Linked DNA regions of Mus musculus: regions 1, 3, 4 and 5 are each linked to region 2. The links are chromatin contacts, called in public Hi-C, HiChIP or PLAC-seq and promoter capture Hi-C maps. All regions are on one chromosome and are shown on one strand. The core of a region is the stretch at or near the end of the contact, and the rest is flanking DNA. Distances in the headings are between cores, read along the strand shown. Region 1 holds the start of Adat2 (adenosine deaminase, tRNA-specific 2). Region 2 overlaps Hivep2 (human immunodeficiency virus type I enhancer binding protein 2). Region 3 overlaps Phactr2 (phosphatase and actin regulator 2). Region 4 holds the start of Fuca2 (fucosidase, alpha-L- 2, plasma). Region 5 holds the start of Ltv1 (LTV1 ribosome biogenesis factor).

Evidence for each region. Promoter capture Hi-C pulls out the DNA fragments that hold promoters and counts their contacts. Hi-C and Micro-C count contacts between places; a contact is called where the count stands out from the background. HiChIP or PLAC-seq counts read pairs in DNA pulled down with a chosen protein or histone mark.
Region 1: a contact with region 2 is called in an H3K4me3 HiChIP or PLAC-seq map of bone marrow-derived macrophages, with 9 times the contacts expected there. The contact joins the promoter of Adat2 here to the enhancer-like site in region 2. A contact is called at or near these places in 21 of 39 promoter capture datasets (the 3T3-L1 cell line, 3T3-L1-derived adipocytes, the C10 cell line and 13 more), 5 of 15 datasets of contacts at CTCF or cohesin (CD8 T cells, the NIH/3T3 cell line, large pre-B cells and 2 more), 44 of 484 Hi-C or Micro-C datasets (B cells, CD4 T cells, CD8 T cells and 25 more), 27 of 115 datasets of contacts at active chromatin or transcription factors (the 230-238 cell line, DN3 thymocytes, the SCID.adh cell line and 20 more) and 4 of 9 other capture datasets (adipose tissue, embryonic stem cells, macrophages and 1 more).
Region 3: a Hi-C map of the HPC-7 cell line shows a contact between it and region 2, with 3 times the contacts expected there. The contact joins two enhancer-like sites. A contact is called at or near these places in 1 of 484 Hi-C or Micro-C datasets (the HPC-7 cell line) and 1 of 115 datasets of contacts at active chromatin or transcription factors (large pre-B cells).
Region 4: a contact with region 2 is called in an H3K4me3 HiChIP or PLAC-seq map of the 230-238 cell line, with 7 times the contacts expected there. The contact joins the promoter of Fuca2 here to the enhancer-like site in region 2. A contact is called at or near these places in 4 of 39 promoter capture datasets (liver, neural stem cells and stem cell-derived epiblast-like cells) and 2 of 115 datasets of contacts at active chromatin or transcription factors (the 230-238 cell line and large pre-B cells).
Region 5: a promoter capture Hi-C map of the C10 cell line shows a contact between it and region 2, with 2.9 times the contacts expected there. The contact joins the promoter of Ltv1 here to the enhancer-like site in region 2. A contact is called at or near these places in 4 of 39 promoter capture datasets (the C10 cell line, embryonic stem cells, liver and 1 more).

The regions. Positions count from the first base shown.
Region 1 is chr10:13,551,182-13,554,552 of GRCm38.p6, forward strand. Adat2 (adenosine deaminase, tRNA-specific 2) reads left to right here and starts at 1,726. Exons shown (of 6, transcript NM_025748.4): 1 at 1,726-2,180. The coding sequence starts at 2,085. It overlaps Pex3 (peroxisomal biogenesis factor 3), which reads right to left and starts at 1,961. Exons shown (of 12, transcript NM_019961.3): 1 at 1,645-1,961. The coding sequence starts at 1,717.
Region 2 is chr10:14,084,470-14,087,664 of GRCm38.p6, forward strand. The region is part of intron 2 of Hivep2 (human immunodeficiency virus type I enhancer binding protein 2); the gene reads left to right. Among named protein-coding and RNA genes, the nearest start is that of Gm51759, 41 kb to the right of the region's middle. Within about 2 kb of position 1,837, at least 164 of the 459 cell types and tissues checked have an H3K27ac peak or open chromatin away from gene starts, as enhancers often do. A contact at or near this core is called in the 230-238 cell line, B cells, CD8 T cells and 23 more, where this site is marked.
Region 3 is chr10:13,436,533-13,440,012 of GRCm38.p6, forward strand. All of the region lies in intron 1 of Phactr2 (phosphatase and actin regulator 2), which reads right to left. Among named protein-coding and RNA genes, the nearest start is that of Phactr2, 36 kb to the right of the region's middle. Within about 2 kb of position 2,064, at least 69 of the 459 cell types and tissues checked have an H3K27ac peak or open chromatin away from gene starts, as enhancers often do.
Region 4 is chr10:13,499,059-13,502,381 of GRCm38.p6, forward strand. It overlaps Fuca2 (fucosidase, alpha-L- 2, plasma), which reads left to right and starts at 1,970. Exons shown (of 7, transcript NM_025799.5): 1 at 1,970-2,315. The coding sequence starts at 2,110.
Region 5 is chr10:13,191,484-13,194,782 of GRCm38.p6, forward strand. Ltv1 (LTV1 ribosome biogenesis factor) reads right to left here and starts at 1,654. Exons shown (of 11, transcript NM_181470.4): 1 at 1,545-1,654; 2 at 625-756. The coding sequence starts at 1,547.

The sequences.
Region 1 (3,371 bases), core at 476-2,975, 530 kb before region 2:
CTCACTTTGTAGACCAGGCTGGCCTCGAACTCAGAAATCCGCCTGTCTCTGCCTCCGGAGTGCTGGGATTAAAGGCGTGCACCACCACACCCGGCCAGATTCAACTCTTTTAAGACTTTTTGTTTTGCTAAAAAAGCAATAGTGCTTCGATTATACCTTTGAATCTCTTCCCCCTCCCTTTTGTTGTTGTTTTGTTTTCTGTTTGTATGTCTTTTGTTTTTTGAGACAGGGTCTCAATATGAAGCTCTGGGTGTTCTGGACCTTACCTCCAACTCAGAGAGCTGCCTGTCTCTGCTTCCGAGTGCTGGGATTAAGAGTGTGTGCCACCACACCCAGTTTTTTCCTTCCTCTTCATCTCCAAATATAAAACTCTCAATATCGTTTCAAAAAAAACCTATTACTATATGCATATACTCTTTAATTTCTCCTATGATTATTTCTGATCTGCCATTAAGTATTTCATAAACTGTAAGGGTTAGGCTTTTCCCTCTGAAATTGCTAGAGACAATTTTCTTCCCTTAGGTAGAGCAAAAATTTTTCTTTATACGTCTTCCATGACAACTTTATCTTTAGCATATGTATTCTATAATATTGGTACAATTTATATACCTTAGATATTAGAGACTGGAGGTAATATAAAACACATTGTATCTATAAAGTATTTCCTATAAAATATGAACTATTATTCATTTGTGCTATACCTCAGAGATATGCAGAATGTGGTTACTGTTTTACAAATGTCCTAATATTTTAAGTCATATTATGATATATTTATACACACACACACATAGATCAGAGGATAGTGGTAACAGTTCTTAAAACTCAAGTTTTAAAAATTCTTTTAAACTCCCTTTTTGTGTTGTTCAAAAGATTCCCTTCTTAAAATCCCATAATTATTAACTGAGGGTTGTCTTTCCAAGACAAAGGGTTTAAAGCAGTGTGTGTGTGTGTGTGTGTGTGTGTTGCTCCTTCCCTGGGACCCAATGCAGTCAGCCTAGGCAAGCACTCTACCACAAAGTTACAATTCCAGCATCAAGATTTTTATCCTGTTTCTAACTTTCCTCTCAGCCAGTGAACTCAACTATATCACCAAAATGGATCATGACCACAACCTTGCCAGTCCTGACAACACTGCAGAATAAGCACTGTGTTGATATATAGTTTGTACTTTACAATTGGAGAACAGAAATTATCTGCTGTATATTTTACAGCAACATGCTGTTTTCGGTTTACCTTTAAACACCACCTCAAAGAGCAGACTTAAGATAATGGCCCTAGAATATTTCGAAACTCGTGTGAAAGGTTGAAAGCAGAGTTGACAAACAGAATGAAAATCTAACAGGAAAGCAAAAGAAGAAAATTGGAAGGCAAATGTATCTATCTATACGAGAATAGTGCTTTGAAAAGAAACTTCATTGGGGTAGACTCTTGAAGGCCCATGGGGAGAAAAAGGACGGGGGCAGAGTGAGGGGCAAAGGGCACAGAGATCCAGATAAAAGAACTTTAGAGGTTCTTCTTTGACGGTTGAGCCAATCCCTTCGACAAATCCCAGTTTGGTATCAGTGGGCCCTGCCTGTTTTTATAAGTCACCTCTGTCACTCCTTTCTGCCAATGGCCCCTTCTAAAAAGCATGTTGTCACTCACCTCCGAGGACTGTGCCCAGGAAGATGCATTTCTTTTTGTGACGTTTCAGAAAATTCCACATTGATCTCAGCATCTCCAGACCCCGTGTTGTGTGGGTTGCCTAGGGGAGAGGGGCTGGCTCACCGTGTCTTCCGTCCACCTGGCCTGGACCTCCGGCAGCAGCGCGGTGGCGGCGCTAGGTGCTCTCCAGAAACCACAGACGTTTCTCTGAGCAGAGGTTGTGGCTTAAGCGGAGGAAGGGGGCGTGGACTAGAGCGGAGCAGCGACGCTTTCGGTCCCCCAGCCGCCGCTTACTGATCCGGGACGCCTGGGTCCGTCCGCAAATAGCTCCCGGGTGCCTCGTCTTTTCCCGTCCTCCTGGAAGCAAGGTCCGCTCCCGCCGCGTTCCGCTGTCCTCTCTTCTCTCGTCCCTCGGCCCGGAGTCTCTGAGCGGCGGAGGTATGGAGGAGAAGGTGGAGTCCACCACTACTCCAGACGGCCCGTGCGTGGTGTCCGTACAGGAGACGGAAAAGTGGATGGAGGAGGCGATGCGAATGGTGAGGAATCGGGCAGGTGGATGCTGAGAGCGCAAACTTTCTCCCGGCCATATCCTGACCAGAGTAGTTGAGCAAATGTGCCGGGCGCGCTATCTATCATGTCTGAAAATACCTGAAGCAGCAACTTGTTTTATTCTAGGGGGAATTTTTCTTTAGCTTTGTCTCATAGTAATTGGGGTGAAGGGAAAATACAGAAACGGTTCGATTGATGTATTACAGGGAGTCTTATCTGCCGCCTGGGGATGTGTGCTCCCTACCTGCCTATCTTCCTTCCCATGTGGACACATACTTTCAAATCCATAAAGCCACATTATTTTATGGCTTGCTCCCATATAATGGGAGGAAGCTGATGTTTCTGTAAAGGGTCATATCAAAACGTGTCCTGGTACAATCCTCACCGATGATGTGTCTACTCTTTCTACGATACTTTTCTCTGCCCTTGTATTCCCTTCCTTCCTGCGATTCTTATAGATTGCTCATCATGGAGAGCTCTGGTCGTATTTTTACATGTTTTCCCAAGCTTATTACCCATATCGATGTGTGGCAGGGATAGACGTTTGTGGCAGGGATATACATACAAACTATGTATGTATACACAGTTTGATGCTGGGTTTTCATTCTGTGAACATGGAACACCAATTTGTTTACAGCATTGTAAAGGCCTTAAAACTGAGCTCAGCCTTTGGTGTGGGGATATTATTTTTGTTTATTCTTTTACAAAATTAAAATATCTCACCTTTTTATTCTAATGGTTACAGAAGTTCACCTTCATAAGAAATTAAAATCTAGAAGACAGAAACATGTTTTCCACCCCACGCCCCCAGACAAATGGCATAATGCATTCTTTTAATTTTTTAATTAACATCTTTTTTTTTTTTTTTTTTTTTTTTGGTCATCTTTCTCAGAGCTCGGGGTGGGAAGAAGAGAGCCTTTGTTCATCAGTTGTCGAGTTGAGAATTTGTTGGTTTAAGGAAGATCAAGTCACCATTTCAGTGGCAGAGCTTTGGCCTCTTCCAAAGAAGGCCAGCTTCTTAAGTTCAAATCCATCTAAACAGTTAGACCTATTTGACTCAACTCTTTTGCATTTGTGACAAAGGGAAGGGACAGACTGGAAGAAATGGGAGGGGCAATGGAAAGTCTGAGACTGGGTGGAGTGTTGTGGATTTTCAGCCTCAAGCTTTGAACTTGTCC
Region 2 (3,195 bases), core at 587-3,086:
ACAATGAGCTTGCTTAAATGAATTCAGGAACTCTTCCCATGTTATGTCTCTCTGACTTTTAGATGAATCTTAAGTCAGAAACATCAACTGAAAAATACAGACCTAATGGCCTGGTAAAGGTGGCCACTTTAAAGGTGGTAAATGGTGCCAATTTAAAGCACCAAGTAATTCTAATGGAGCCATTACTTTTATCTCCATTTAACAGATTAGAAAAGTGAGGCACAGAGAGGTTAGGTAGTTCACCTGATGCTATGATTTGTTCATTGAGTGTGGGATATGATTCAAAGCTGATATTCTGGCCCAGATCCGCATGATCTGGCCTGGATGTCGCATGCCTCTTGTTATTACATCAGTGCTGTACACCAGGGTTTCTTTGGATTGCGGAATGAGTGTGTCTGTAAGAAGGGAGCCTTTGGATGGTCTGTGGTGTTGTCTATGTAGTCTTAGGAGGGCCTCTCCCCGTCTCTCTGAAAGATACTGTTGTCATTTGGTTCTAAGCCTGTTCCACTTTATTGCCTTTTAGTATGAGGGCAGGAAAAACAGGTTCTTACTTAAAATTGGAGTTGTTATGGAAGGTGCCAGGTTTGGACTGTCTTCGTATTTCAGGGATGTGACAAGCCTTTGCTATTGAAGCTTTCTAGTTGGCAGCGTTAGTAGGTGCACGTTGACATTTCTGTCTACATTCCTGTGTCTTAGAGGGAAAATAAGTTTGCCAGTGTTTATCTTCCTGAGTATTACTTGACATTAGTGCTGCCCGAGAAGCCAAACTTGCTTGAACCAGTCACCCAGATGGCCAGACTGGGTGGCGAACCTGCCTTAACGATGCTCGGCGGTTGACACGTGGGGCTGTGAGGTGTGCTGCTCCCTCGTCTGTGCCAGGCATGCAGAGCGTGTTCTTTGATGGGGTGAGACAGATGGTACCCTGCAATCTAAAATGATGAGGCAGGAAAGAAAAGTTGAAAAAAAAAGTAGAGAAAGGGCATTTGATTTTCTAATTCACATTTCGGAAGTGAATTCGAGCCTCTGTGATTGACTAACACATGCAGTGTTGCTCTAAGACATGAATCCATTAGCGTCTGTTTGAACAGATCTGAGTAATCGGCAGGAAGCAAGCTTTTCCTTCATGGCTACTGTCCCAAATTTCATGGGGTTGCCTCCAGATCCAGATTTGGGCCCTTGAAAGACAGCGCAGATCAATCTAGATTTTCAGAGTAACACATCCCATACCACCCATCTCAACCAACAGAGGACAAAGGGCTGACTTTCATTTTCATGCTAGAATATATATTTAGATATTTCTACACATACATGTATCAATAGGAGTGGGGGGGGGGGGTACAAGTGCCTGGCGAAGTAGCCATGATAAGGATAATTAATCAGTCTTCATACAGCTGCTTCCTGACATTTCTGCAAATCGTTGTGGAAAAATTAATGAAGGTTAAATCAGTAATGGTTTCAAGCTTGGCCAGTGGAAAGTATGACACTGTTTCCATCAGCAAGTAAGTTGGGCTGCTTTTTTTTTTTTTTTTTTTCTTTCTTTCTATAGGGGAAGTGGTTTGCTGTGCATTCTTCACAGGAACTGGAAAGGCGCAGCTGGCCTGTGTGTGCTGCAGGTATGCAGGAGCATTCTGGGAGTGCTCCACTGACTGCCTTTGATCGACGGCACTGACTTGCCTCTTGTGCCGCTTGTAGAACAGGAATATTCTTTCTACAAGTTTTATTTGAAAGATCCAGTGAGAACGCAGGCCTTCTGTTGGCCTGCCATCCAGAGAGGCCGATGCTCTGTGAATGTGAACTTTAGGAGGTAGAGTGTGGAATTTATGACAAACAGAAAGTGAAACTCACCTCGTCCAGTTTATTTTTCAAGCTGAAGGTGGTTCAGCACAAGCCCAGTTCACATCCTGCGTAACCCTATGGGATTTCCCCAGCAGTAGTTAAAAATTTTCCCATAGGGTCACACAGGATGTGAATTAAGTAAACACTTAACAGGCACGATGAAAGGAAATCAGCTTTCTAAATGGTCCTTTCACTGTTAGCATCCTGTCCTTATTAGAAACCTGGGTAAGGGCCACGCAAGTGTCTCTTTCTCAAGCCATGACATTATTAATTGAATGTATTAATCTTCTTTGTTACATAAGACATGCATTTTCTTATAGAAGAAACGGAATCTCTCATGGGCATTTTTCATGTGTGTTTGACTTGTATGTGTGGGGGCTGGTTGTATATATGAGTGTGTCCGTTTGCATTGAGGCCAGAAAGCAACCTCAAGTGTCATACATACACCTTATCTTTTTGAGGCAGGGTCTCTCGTGGACACTATGCCATGTCTCTTTAGCTGTCTTCTTCAGTGTCACCTTCAAGTGGTGGCAGTAGAGGAAAATCAAGCTCTATAGCCTGGCAAATAACCCAGGCCCAGTACATCTTTATTACCATCTATTAAATACATCTATCTATATTATTTATATCAGTATTATCTATCTATCTATCTATCTATCTATCTATCTATCTATCTATCTATCTATCTATCTATCTAATTATGAGGTACAGATGAATAGATAGATGAAAGTTATATAGATATAATTTTGATCTACCTATTATGTCCTCATCTGTGCTTTGAGATCTAATTTAAATGTCACTTCTTAATATACCTTTTTTTTTTTTTTTTGTGCAGTTCCTCCGGGTACCTAAAACATACACATTTTGCCCATGGTGTTCCTCTACTGGTTTAGATAATTCTTTACTCTTAAATTATGTTAGCTCTCACCATTCACATGGAAAAGTGTGAATTTAGTGATCTTACACTTATTGGTAAAGTTTTATTTCTCTTTTTGTAAGACACACTCAACATAAAGTCCAGCTTAGTACTAAAGATACTGTGCACTTCCTGTACACAATGCTGGGAAGGGGCCAGCGTTTGCTGGAAGTGGAAGAATTTAGGTCTGACCCTGGGGTTGTTACTACATGGTAACTGCCTGTCATCTCTGAATGAACAAAGCATTACTCTACAGGGAAAGTGAAATAAGTAAGAATGGGGTTCTGAAAGTGTGCTTTCTACCACCGAGCCGCAGCCAAGCGTTTTTGTGGGAAGGGGTGGAGGTGTATACATGTATGTGTGCATGCTTATGTGCAGCCCGAAGACAATCTTTCATTTCTCACTGCCATTTACCTGGCTTTTTCCAGTTAAGGTTTCCACCG
Region 3 (3,480 bases), core at 814-3,313, 650 kb before region 2:
CAGCCACTTAGAAACACAGCTTTCCATTCCAGCCCACTGGCAGAATGAATTACACAGCCTCACTAAGCTGCTAGAGAGGCGGGAAAGTGGGATCCTTTCTCACGGACACAGATGTGCGCTAGATGGTCCTATTAGGAAGGGGTTGGGAGGATTAGGACAGAGGCAAACATTCTCTAGGGAGAAAGGCAGCTGATGGAAATATAGAAAGTAGCAACACAGGCAGACCTGGCAAGGATCACCTCTGCAGCACAAGGCATTCCCGAAATCCAAAATGAGCACTAGGATGCTGTAGTGACTTTCAGATAAGGATAAATAAGCACCAAGCTTGTAGTTGCAGTTCTTGTCTGCTTATAGCAGAGTTCGGGGTGCCAAACATCTACTGGACTCTTATACAGTGCAAGGAACATGCCAGGCTTGAGGTATAGCCACTCTTTAAAAAATGAGAATACAAAAGCACGTCAAATATGGAAAAATAGTATCTGAAAATACAGAAACATGCCAGTTTTCATAGCTGTCTGTGCTTAACAGCTTAAACACAGGAGAGAGGGAGAGGGAAAGAGATTTCCTTCCCAAACATAGCCGCACAGCTCTGCGCCAGGTCCCTCTTACCCAGCTGGAGGCTACAGCCAGACTGAGCCAGCAGCAGGTTCTCCATCTATGTCCAGGCTCCAGGCTGCCTGGGAGCTTTAGGAGAACAAGGTGACCGATCCCCACAATTGCCATAGCCTCGAGGTACAGGCGCCGAGATTGTATGACTCGATACTAAGTCCAGCCTATTAGAAAGGGCTCTACAACTCACTGATTCTCTTGACTTTGGTCACGGTTCCACGATATAAAACATCTTAGACCCCATTTAACAGAGGTAAAAATGAGCCAACCTTCCTTCGAGTTGGCACGGGACCTAGAACCAGCATCTGAACTCTGAGCGTCCCATTCACTACCCAGGATCTTTTGTGAGACTGACCAAGAAGGAAGTACTCAGGTACCCTGGCTCTTTGAAAGTCATAATAAAGGGAAGTACACAACAACAGAAAAGAAGTGTTTAAGATATAAAGAGAAAGAGGGCCAGGAATATGACTCAGGATAGAACATTTACCTAGGAGCTGTGAAGCCAGAATTTCAATTCTTAGCACACTGAAAACAAAAAGCCATCTTTCAGGTTGGAGAGACAGCTGGGTGGGGTGAAATATTTATATGCAACCGTGATGACCTGAGTTCAAATCACTAACACCTGTGTAAAATCAAGGCTTGAAGGAACACAAGCACAGTGCTGAGGTGACAGAAAGAGGCAGAGCCCAGGGTCTCAGTGGCTCCCAGCCTCACTGAAATACAGAGCTTCAGTCAGGTTCAATTAGAGATCTCATCTCTAAATCAACACAGAAAGCCAGCAAGGAGTACATCTGATCATGACCCCCTGTCTTTACCTGCCCATGCACACGTATGGTGTGTGGACCTGCACACACACACACACACACACACACACACACACGAGAGAGAGAGAGAGAGAGAGAGAGAGAGAGAGAGAGAGAGAGAGAGAGAGATGCAACTTCATGATTGCTATTATGCAAAGTATGCATAGTAGCTATTTTCAAGTTTTCCCTGTGATACTGAACGAGCAGTGTGGGGTGGTGGTGGTGGTGGTGGTGGTGGTGGCTAGGACCTTTCTAAATGTGAGCGCTGCAGCCTCCTCAATCTCTTCAAAGCCCCATTCCTCTCACTGCCCCCAGCCCCACCCCTCAGCTCCAAGAGTATTCAGAACTCTGGTATGCCCGAGCCACATGCTGATAGATCAAAAGTTGAACTCAGCCAACCATGAAGAGGAAAGTTCACACTTCACCTCACCAATTTGTGCGTCCTGGCAAGGTTTGAGGGAACCAGCAGAGGGAAGCCCCACCTGAAGCAAACGACCATTTGAAAATCTAAGACCAAAGCTAGAAACAGTAGGAGCTGTGAGAAGAAGTATGGATGCTTTTCACTCTCAATAGGGAAACTGAAGATAGAGGGAAGCCAGAATTGTGCCCGGTATGTAGACCTCTGTGGTGTTCATAAACAAACACCCCGAAACCACAACTGCTGCTTTCAGAATGACTCCAGGGACTTGAGGACCGGAATTACTCCACAGTGGTGCACAGAGCTAGAGGATTTGAGAAGAGAAAGTGCTAGTGTGACAGGAACAAAAGCCAGTCAAGTAAAGAGGCGACATGGTCACCATGGGAGGGAGGAGAGACAGAACAGAGTGCCTGGCTGCTCTGATGGTTCAGGTTGTCCACAAAACATAACGTAGAATCACCTGAGAACAGAGTCTCGACAAGGGACTGGCTAGATCCCGTTAGCCTTCCAGGATGCCGGTGAGGAATAATCTTAATCGGGAATAACTAAGGTAGGAGGACCTGCCCACCGAGGGTGGCGTTATTCCCCAGGCAGGAAATCCTGAAGTCTAAGGGTGACAAAAGCGAGCTGAGAATCACTTCTATTCCTGCCCACGTTCCTGCTGCCTGCAACTTCAGCCTCCTAGCTATGATGGACCCTAACCTGGAGTCATGAGCCACAAGACATCTTTTCTACCCTTAAGCTGTGTTTGTTGGGATATTTTGTCAAAACAACAGAAAAGAAATGAAGACTGTGGCTAAAAGCTTAAGAGTGATAATCCAAGGACACATAAGGAGATTTGGGTTCTGTCCAACCATTCCTGAGACAACTGGGAAATTTGAATACTGAATCTGCAATGGGTTCTTGTTCAAGTTTCTAGTACTATCATGGCATTATGGCTCTGTTTTCTAAAAAGAATCCTTATAGTATTAAACTATTTACAGGAAAGTCTATATGATGTCTGGAATTTGCTTTGTGAGATACCAAAATGGGGGAGGGGAACCTAATGAGTCTAAAAGAGAAATCTTGGACCACAAGTTGGGAACAACTGAAGCACTGAGAGTAGACACTTGAAGGATCATTCTAGAATTCTATCTACTTTGGGTTATTTTCAATACTAGAAACTAAGTTTAAAAATAAAAGTCTGAAGTGTTTGGGGTGTAACTATAGTTTCTGCCACATTCACATCCTTTCCTTTTCTCGGCTTCTAGAAACAGTGCTGTTCCACATCCCTTACTCAGGGAACCACCCCAGTTCATTTGGTTTTCTTGGGTGACACCAGAGTTTCCATCCAATGAGCCATGTGATCTAACCACAGCCACCATAGTCCTTCTGTGGGATTTCATGTGGGAGCCCTACAAAAGAGAAGTTCTCTGGGATGCCTCAATAAGATGGCTGGGATCTGGAGACACCCAGAGCTGGGGGACTGAGGAAAAAGGTAGGGTGGGGACAGGAGAAGGCTTACAATGAGGTGATAATAATGTCCAACTGAGTTCCTGAATCCCTTGTCCAGCTTTACCCTGTCCTATGAAAGGAGACCACTAAGTTCCCTCTTAAGTACTTTTTTTTTCCAAGACAGAAGCTCATGTAGCTGAAGCTAGCCTTGAACTC
Region 4 (3,323 bases), core at 720-3,219, 590 kb before region 2:
CCACCCCTCCCCAGTGACACATCTCCTCCAATAAGGTCTCATTTCCTGAGACATCTCAAGCAGTTTCACTGACGGTGGACTAAGCATTCAAACATTTGACCCAATGGGGGCTATTCTTCAAAACACTGCAGTGAGAAACCTGTGGTAATTGTGAGTGGTACCATACAGTAGGTTGAGGTCTGAGAGAAAAATTAAAAGGAGATAATGAACTGAGCATTAATGGCTGTCCACTTGCTGGCTGAGGATACAGTGTTTCCAGGAGCCATGCCCCTGCCACCTCCTTTACTCCCACAACAGACACACTGTGACATTAAGTCAAAGGAAACCTTTCTTTCTGTAAGTTGCTTCTGCCAGGTCTCTTATGGTGGTGCTGGGGTCCTGGTGAGACACATGTGGGGAGACAGTGGCTTCTGTTGCTCCTAGCTGTGCAGAAGAGGGAACCACAAGCAACAGTTACTTAGTGTCACTTCCGTCTTGGTTCATTCAGCAAGGAGAACTGCAGTACACTGACAACTCCAGAAAACACATTGTAAGTGTTGCTCTGTGCCAGGCTCTGCTGCCCTGAAAAGCATGGCACCCAGGAAGAGATTGTAAGTGTTCTTAAGGAACTCACAGTCTAAGGCGATTGGGATCTCTAGCCAGCCAACTCTGAAACCACCTGTGGACTCCTGTGTTAGTGGTTAGGATACGGTGTCCTATGGAGGCACTTGGGAGGAAGTGGGATGTTATTGGGGGAGGGGTGGTTATGGCACAGAGCATCCTGGAGGAGGTGGCATTTGAAATGTACCACAAAAGGATAAGGGTTTTGCCAAAGCGGAAGCAGTAGAGATTCCGGCTTTAGGCCAATGGCATTTAAATAACTTTAGGATACAGTTCCTGAAGATGTAACTTTGATGATTATTCTAAGTGACTGGCTCCTTTTCTTTAAGTCTACCTGAAGGTTCCTCTCTCTCTGTCTCTCTGTCTCTCTCTGTCTCTCTGTCTCTCTCTGTCTCTCTGTCTCTGTCTCCGTCTCTCTCTCTCTCTCTCTCTCTCTCTCTCTCTCTCTCTCTCTCACACACACACACACACAGCTCTAGGACATTTATTACTGAACTACGGCTCCCAGATCGTACTTTCATTCCCTCCCTCCTTTCCTCCCTCCAACCCTCCTTCCTCTCCTTTTTTTCCTTCCTGATTTTTGAGACAGCGTCTCATGTAGCTCTCTATGTAGTCGAAGATGACCTTGAACTCTGATTCTCCTGTTTCTGTTTCCACACTGCTGTGTTGACCACTACTCTGGTTTTATTGCATTCTAGGCAAGCACTCAGCCACCCCAGCAGGTTCCCAAACCCTCCTTCTATACAAACTTCTTAAACATTCATTCAACTAAGATTGCCTTATTTCCTAACGCAGTTTCTCAGAAAAGTTTGTTCCACCAACAACCAAAGTCAGAAATAACAAGAGCCTGAGTAGAAATGTAAAATCTTGGACCCGAACCCAGATTGGCTGAACCCAAACTTTGGGATTTCATCGGCTACAAATTCGAGGATGGCAGAGGCAGACCCAAAGGCTGAGAGCCATGGGAGCTTCCTCAAAAGCCCTGAGCAGCCCACGAAGTTCCTGTCTCAGGCTCCAGTCCCACGGTAGGGCAGACAGCTCTGACACATAAAGCCACCAGGGCCTGGTGGTCGAGGTGACCTCTTGAGAGTTTTCTGTTAGGAGTCCTTGGGGAGGGAGGTCGTGGGTCAAAGACCATCCTTTAGGTTTTTGTCTCACAGCAGACAAACCGGGCGTCTTGGCTAAGTAGATCAGATCTGACTGGGAAACAGAGCCAAGGGCTGTTAAAAATGAGGAGGGTGGGCAAAAACTGACTTCCTTGGTTGTGCACCTGAGTAATGCAACCTTCTTGGGGTCCTTAAGTAACCAGAGCTCATTAAAACTCCTGGCCACTCCCTACTCCAGATCACAGTAGTCATCTGACCAAACCGGTCTGGGTCAGGTGACAGGAGCAGGGTACACTTAGCAGAAGCCGGAAGGCCAGCGCTAGGCAGCTTCTGCGGCTGACAGAGAAGGTTCCCGGCTTCCCTGGTGACTGGCGGTTCCCCCGAGGATCCCAGGCTGGCGCGCATGCGCCTGGGGTTCCTGATGCTTCTGCCGCTGCTGCTGCTGCCGCTCCTGAGGCCTTGGGGGGTCACGAGAGCCCTTAGCTATGACCCCACTTGGGAATCTCTGGACAGACGCCCGCTGCCAGCCTGGTTCGACCAGGCCAAGTTCGGCATCTTTATCCACTGGGGAGTGTTCTCCGTGCCCAGCTTTGGTAGTGAATGGTTCTGGTAAGTGCATACCTTTGCCCAAAGGGCTCGGGCACGGACGCGGGCGCGCGCGCGCGCGGGCGCACACACACACACACACACACACACACACACACACTCACACTGGGCTTTATGTCACCCCAGACAGTGGCAGTCTCTGTCTCTCTCTGTCTCTGTCTGTCTCTGTCTCTGTCTGTCTCTGTCTCTGTCTGTCTCTCTCTCTCTGTCTCTCTCTCTCTGTCTCTCTGTCTCTCTCTCTCTCTCTCTCTCTCTCTCTCTCTCTCACACACACACACACACACACACACACACACACACAAACTCACACCGGAGTTCTTAGGCACTCTGCAGGTGGGCCTCCCTATAGCAGTGGCAATGCCTGCGTGATTGAGGGAGTACCAGTCCCAGAATTTGAAGAATTTTCAAAAGGGCTGGTGAAATTTCTCACTGGTTAAGGGCCCATACTGCTTGTGATTTGTATATGCTCGGCCCAGGGAGTGGCACTATTAGAAAGTGTGGCCGTGTTAGAATAGGTGTGTCACTGTGGGTGTGGGATTTAAGACCCTCATCCTAGCTACCTGGAAGCCAGTATTCTGCTAGCAGCCTTCAGATGAAGATGTAGAGCTCTCAGCTCCTCCTGTACCATGCAATGCTTTCTACCTTGATGATAATGAACAGAACCTCTGAACCTGTAAGCCAGCCCCAATTAAATGTTGTCCTTATAAGAGCTGCCCTGGTCATGATGTCTGTTCACAGCAGTAAGACTCTTAACTAAGACACTGCTCTTGTAGAGGACCTTAGTCTGACTCCTCACACCCGCCCTGGGAGGCTCACAACCATCTGGTCATTCTGGTTCCGGGGGGGGGGGTTCGTGCTCCCAAAGCCCCCCCCTCACATGCACACGCCTACACACACGCACACATGTAATTAAAAAGAAAATCAGAAAATTTACAATAAATGCTTCCTGGTTCAGCTATGACGTGAAGATCCTTGAATGCTAAAGCATCAAAAACCCAAAGCAGAGCAAAG
Region 5 (3,299 bases), core at 404-2,903, 890 kb before region 2:
AGGGAGTAGCAAAACCCCCGGAACAGTTGTTATAGATGGCTGTGACTCTACATATGGGTGCTGGGAACCGAACCTGGGTCCTCTGCAAGAGCAGCAAGTACTTAAACACTGAGCCATCTTTCCAGCATCCCCCAAAATGTTTCCATTATCCATCTTTAACAAGTGTGATGCTAACATAAACCAACCTACTCACGGCCCCTCTAGGATTGCCAAAGCTATCCATGAGCTTGGATGTTCTGTATTTCATGACATGAGAGACGAGGGGGCAAATGGAAGACTACTGTAATATGGGGGAATCCCAAGAGAAAGCAGAGACTGAGCATACCGCCATAGCCTAAATAATACTGTGCAGATGGAGGCTGTGAACTAGTGAACTTGACTAATATTCTATAAGATCTCTTTATTTAATAATCTCAAAGATGCTTTAGCCTGTCAATCAAAATAAATACACAACATCAAACATCAGCACAGAAACTGGAAACTGAGTCACAGCTCTTTTTTTTATTTTTTTAAGAGGACCAACTTCTGAGAATGCCCGGCATGCTTAAGTTCCCTGGGTTCCATGTTCAGGACTACAAAACTACCATTCACCTAAAAACGTAGTGGCTCCAGAACAGGACCTACCTTTTGTGTAGGCAAGAGAACCCTCTGGGGTGCAGTTTCATCTGCGGCTAAAGGATCTCGCTGGCTCCGGTGGACCAGGTGAAAAGACACAGCTTTCTTCTTCTCTATAAAGGGCTTTTTCTTTCTGTGAGGCTACAAAATAATCAGGAAAGGTCAATAAAACAGAACCCCCACACAGTGGGCAACGCCACAGCCACAGGTACACTCAGTTAAGCATGTGGAGGGTGAACAGATATTTCAGATTTGTACACCTAAGCCAGACAGGACAGGAGTCCCTGTCTCCTGAAGGATCCATACTTACCTTCGCCAACAAACCCTGGCTAGGCACCTACTCTGAGACACTTGTTCAAAGGTGCTGGGGAATATGTGGGGCAGTGTGAGAAACTCTCCGCTCTTAGCAAGTAAATCAGTAAGAGGGAAAATCAAACAGGATTTTCAAATCAAAAGCAAATGCCTGAAGTCTCTCTTAATGGGTGCTCTGGGAAGGTCCCCGAAAAGTTTTATCAACAAGACAAGGAGCCTGCCACAAGAAAATATAGACAGACACTTCATCTACAAGGTAGTAAATAAGATTAGGGCACAGACAACTAAGGTTCAGATGATTTACTCCTCGATACATTCGTATTTGCTCTTCAGCTCTGGGTCTAACCAGAGTTGCTACCCAGTGGCCCAAGTGAACCCCGGAAGCAGGGGGCGGAGCTTCTGCGTCACAGGGACGGAGTTACCCAAAGCCTTCAGGACTGGAAACTCCGGGCGTTTGGCGAAAGGGAAACCTTCTTTCTCCTTCCGAAGTGCCCCGGGGGTGACGAAGGTGACTGGTGCCGGGAGAGTGACAGGACTCGGGGCACCAAGCCACGCGGCCAGTGGCCTAAGTCAGCCGCAGGGAGCGGCTCCCTCCCGGAGCACCGCGGTTTTCTCACCATGATGAGGCAGGGACACCCTCTCCGGAACCGCGGCAGCCGAACCGCCGCTCCCCGGTACCTGCCGGCAGCTCCACACGTGGGTCCACAGGGCTAGGGCAGCACGTCACACGATGGCGGGGCAAGGAGCCAATCGCCGGCGAGCCGCTAGGCTGTAGCCGGAAGTTGCGTGAGCCCGCGGTGACAGAACCTTCCCGGGGACTTCCGGGAGGTGGGGCTAGCAGGACCTTCAGTGGGCGGGGCTTTCTGGCTGGAGTTGGTGGCGGCAGGGAGTAGCCTACTTACCTGAGGGCAAGTTTCAGGTTCCAACCTGGGGCTTCAGATATTCCTTACCTGTGCTTAACTCAGAACAAACAAAACAAAAACAATCAAAAACAAACGAAAACAAGACCAAGGCTGTGCAGGTTCATGACAGGAAAGTGGTCACTTCCCTGGCTTCTTCTTCTTCTTTTTTTTTTTTTTTAATATGTTTGTTTGTTTGTTTGGTTGTTTGGTTGTTTGGTTGGTTGGTTGGTTGGTTTTTCGAGACAGGGTTTCTCTGTGTAGCCCTAGGCTGTCCTGGAACTCACTCTGTAGACCAGGCTGGCCTCAAACTCAGAAATCCGCCTGCCTCTGCCTCCCGAGATTAAAGGCGTGCTCCACCACTCCCTGGCCTTCCCTGGCTTCTTGACCTAAGGGGAATCAGTTGCCTAGCAATGTCCAACCAAGGCCTAGCTTCAATAGGCAGAGTCTAACATCTTTAGGGTTTTCGTATTACATCTTTTTGATGAACAACTCCCAACCGTACCTTTAGCACAGTCCATAAGTGTTGGTATTCTGTCTGGACTCCACCCCCACAGATACCTGGCAATTGCCAGGTATTCGCTGCCCCACGGTTACCTGGCAACAGCCAGGTAGACCTGGCCCTATAAAAGGGGCTGCTTGTCTCCCCCTCTCCCATCCTCTCTCATTTGCCTTTCTTTTGCCTCTTGCCCTCTTGCTCCCCATTCCCTCCCCCCCTTGCTCCATGTGTCATGGCCCGCCTCTACTTCACTACTCTCTCCTTCTCTCTGCCTTTCTCTGCCTCGTCTACTTTCTTAACTCCCCTCTCCATGCCCTGAATAAACTCTATACCCCCTTCTCCCAGACCCCGCCAGAACTTATCGTAATAGCTCTTTCTCTTTTTATGATCACAACACTAAGATTATTGGTTTTAGGGGCATTTGATGTAATAAAATAAATTCCGAAGCTCTGATGATTGCATATTTTTTTAAGATGAAAACTAATAAAAACCCAAGGTGGTTTTTTGTTTTTGTTTTTTGAGACAGTGTCTCATGTAGCCCAGCCTTCTGTCCAACTTGAACTACGTATCCTCCTACTTGCATCACGCTAGTGTTGGGCGTATTCGATGTGTGTGATGCTGAAGACTGAAGCCAGCCAGGGCTTCCTGCATGCTCGGAGAGCACCCTAACACGTTTTCTGTGACTACATCTCCATCCCCCAAGTTGTTGCTCACATATTTTGTGGTGCCTTAAGCAAATAGGATTTTAAGTGTAATTTCTTAGGAAGATTTCCGTCGGATGCTGGAGAGGAGCGTGATGAAATAATCCAACATTCTATCAGTAGACGCTTGCTTTCTCATTCCCAATTGCTAGTGGTTTTTTTTTTTTCTTCAATGTCTTGAGTTCTGTTGAAATGTCTCTATAATTATAGCCAAATATTATCATTGTAAATGTTTGTGGGCTACTGTTCTTTTTCTACAAGAAAAATAATGGA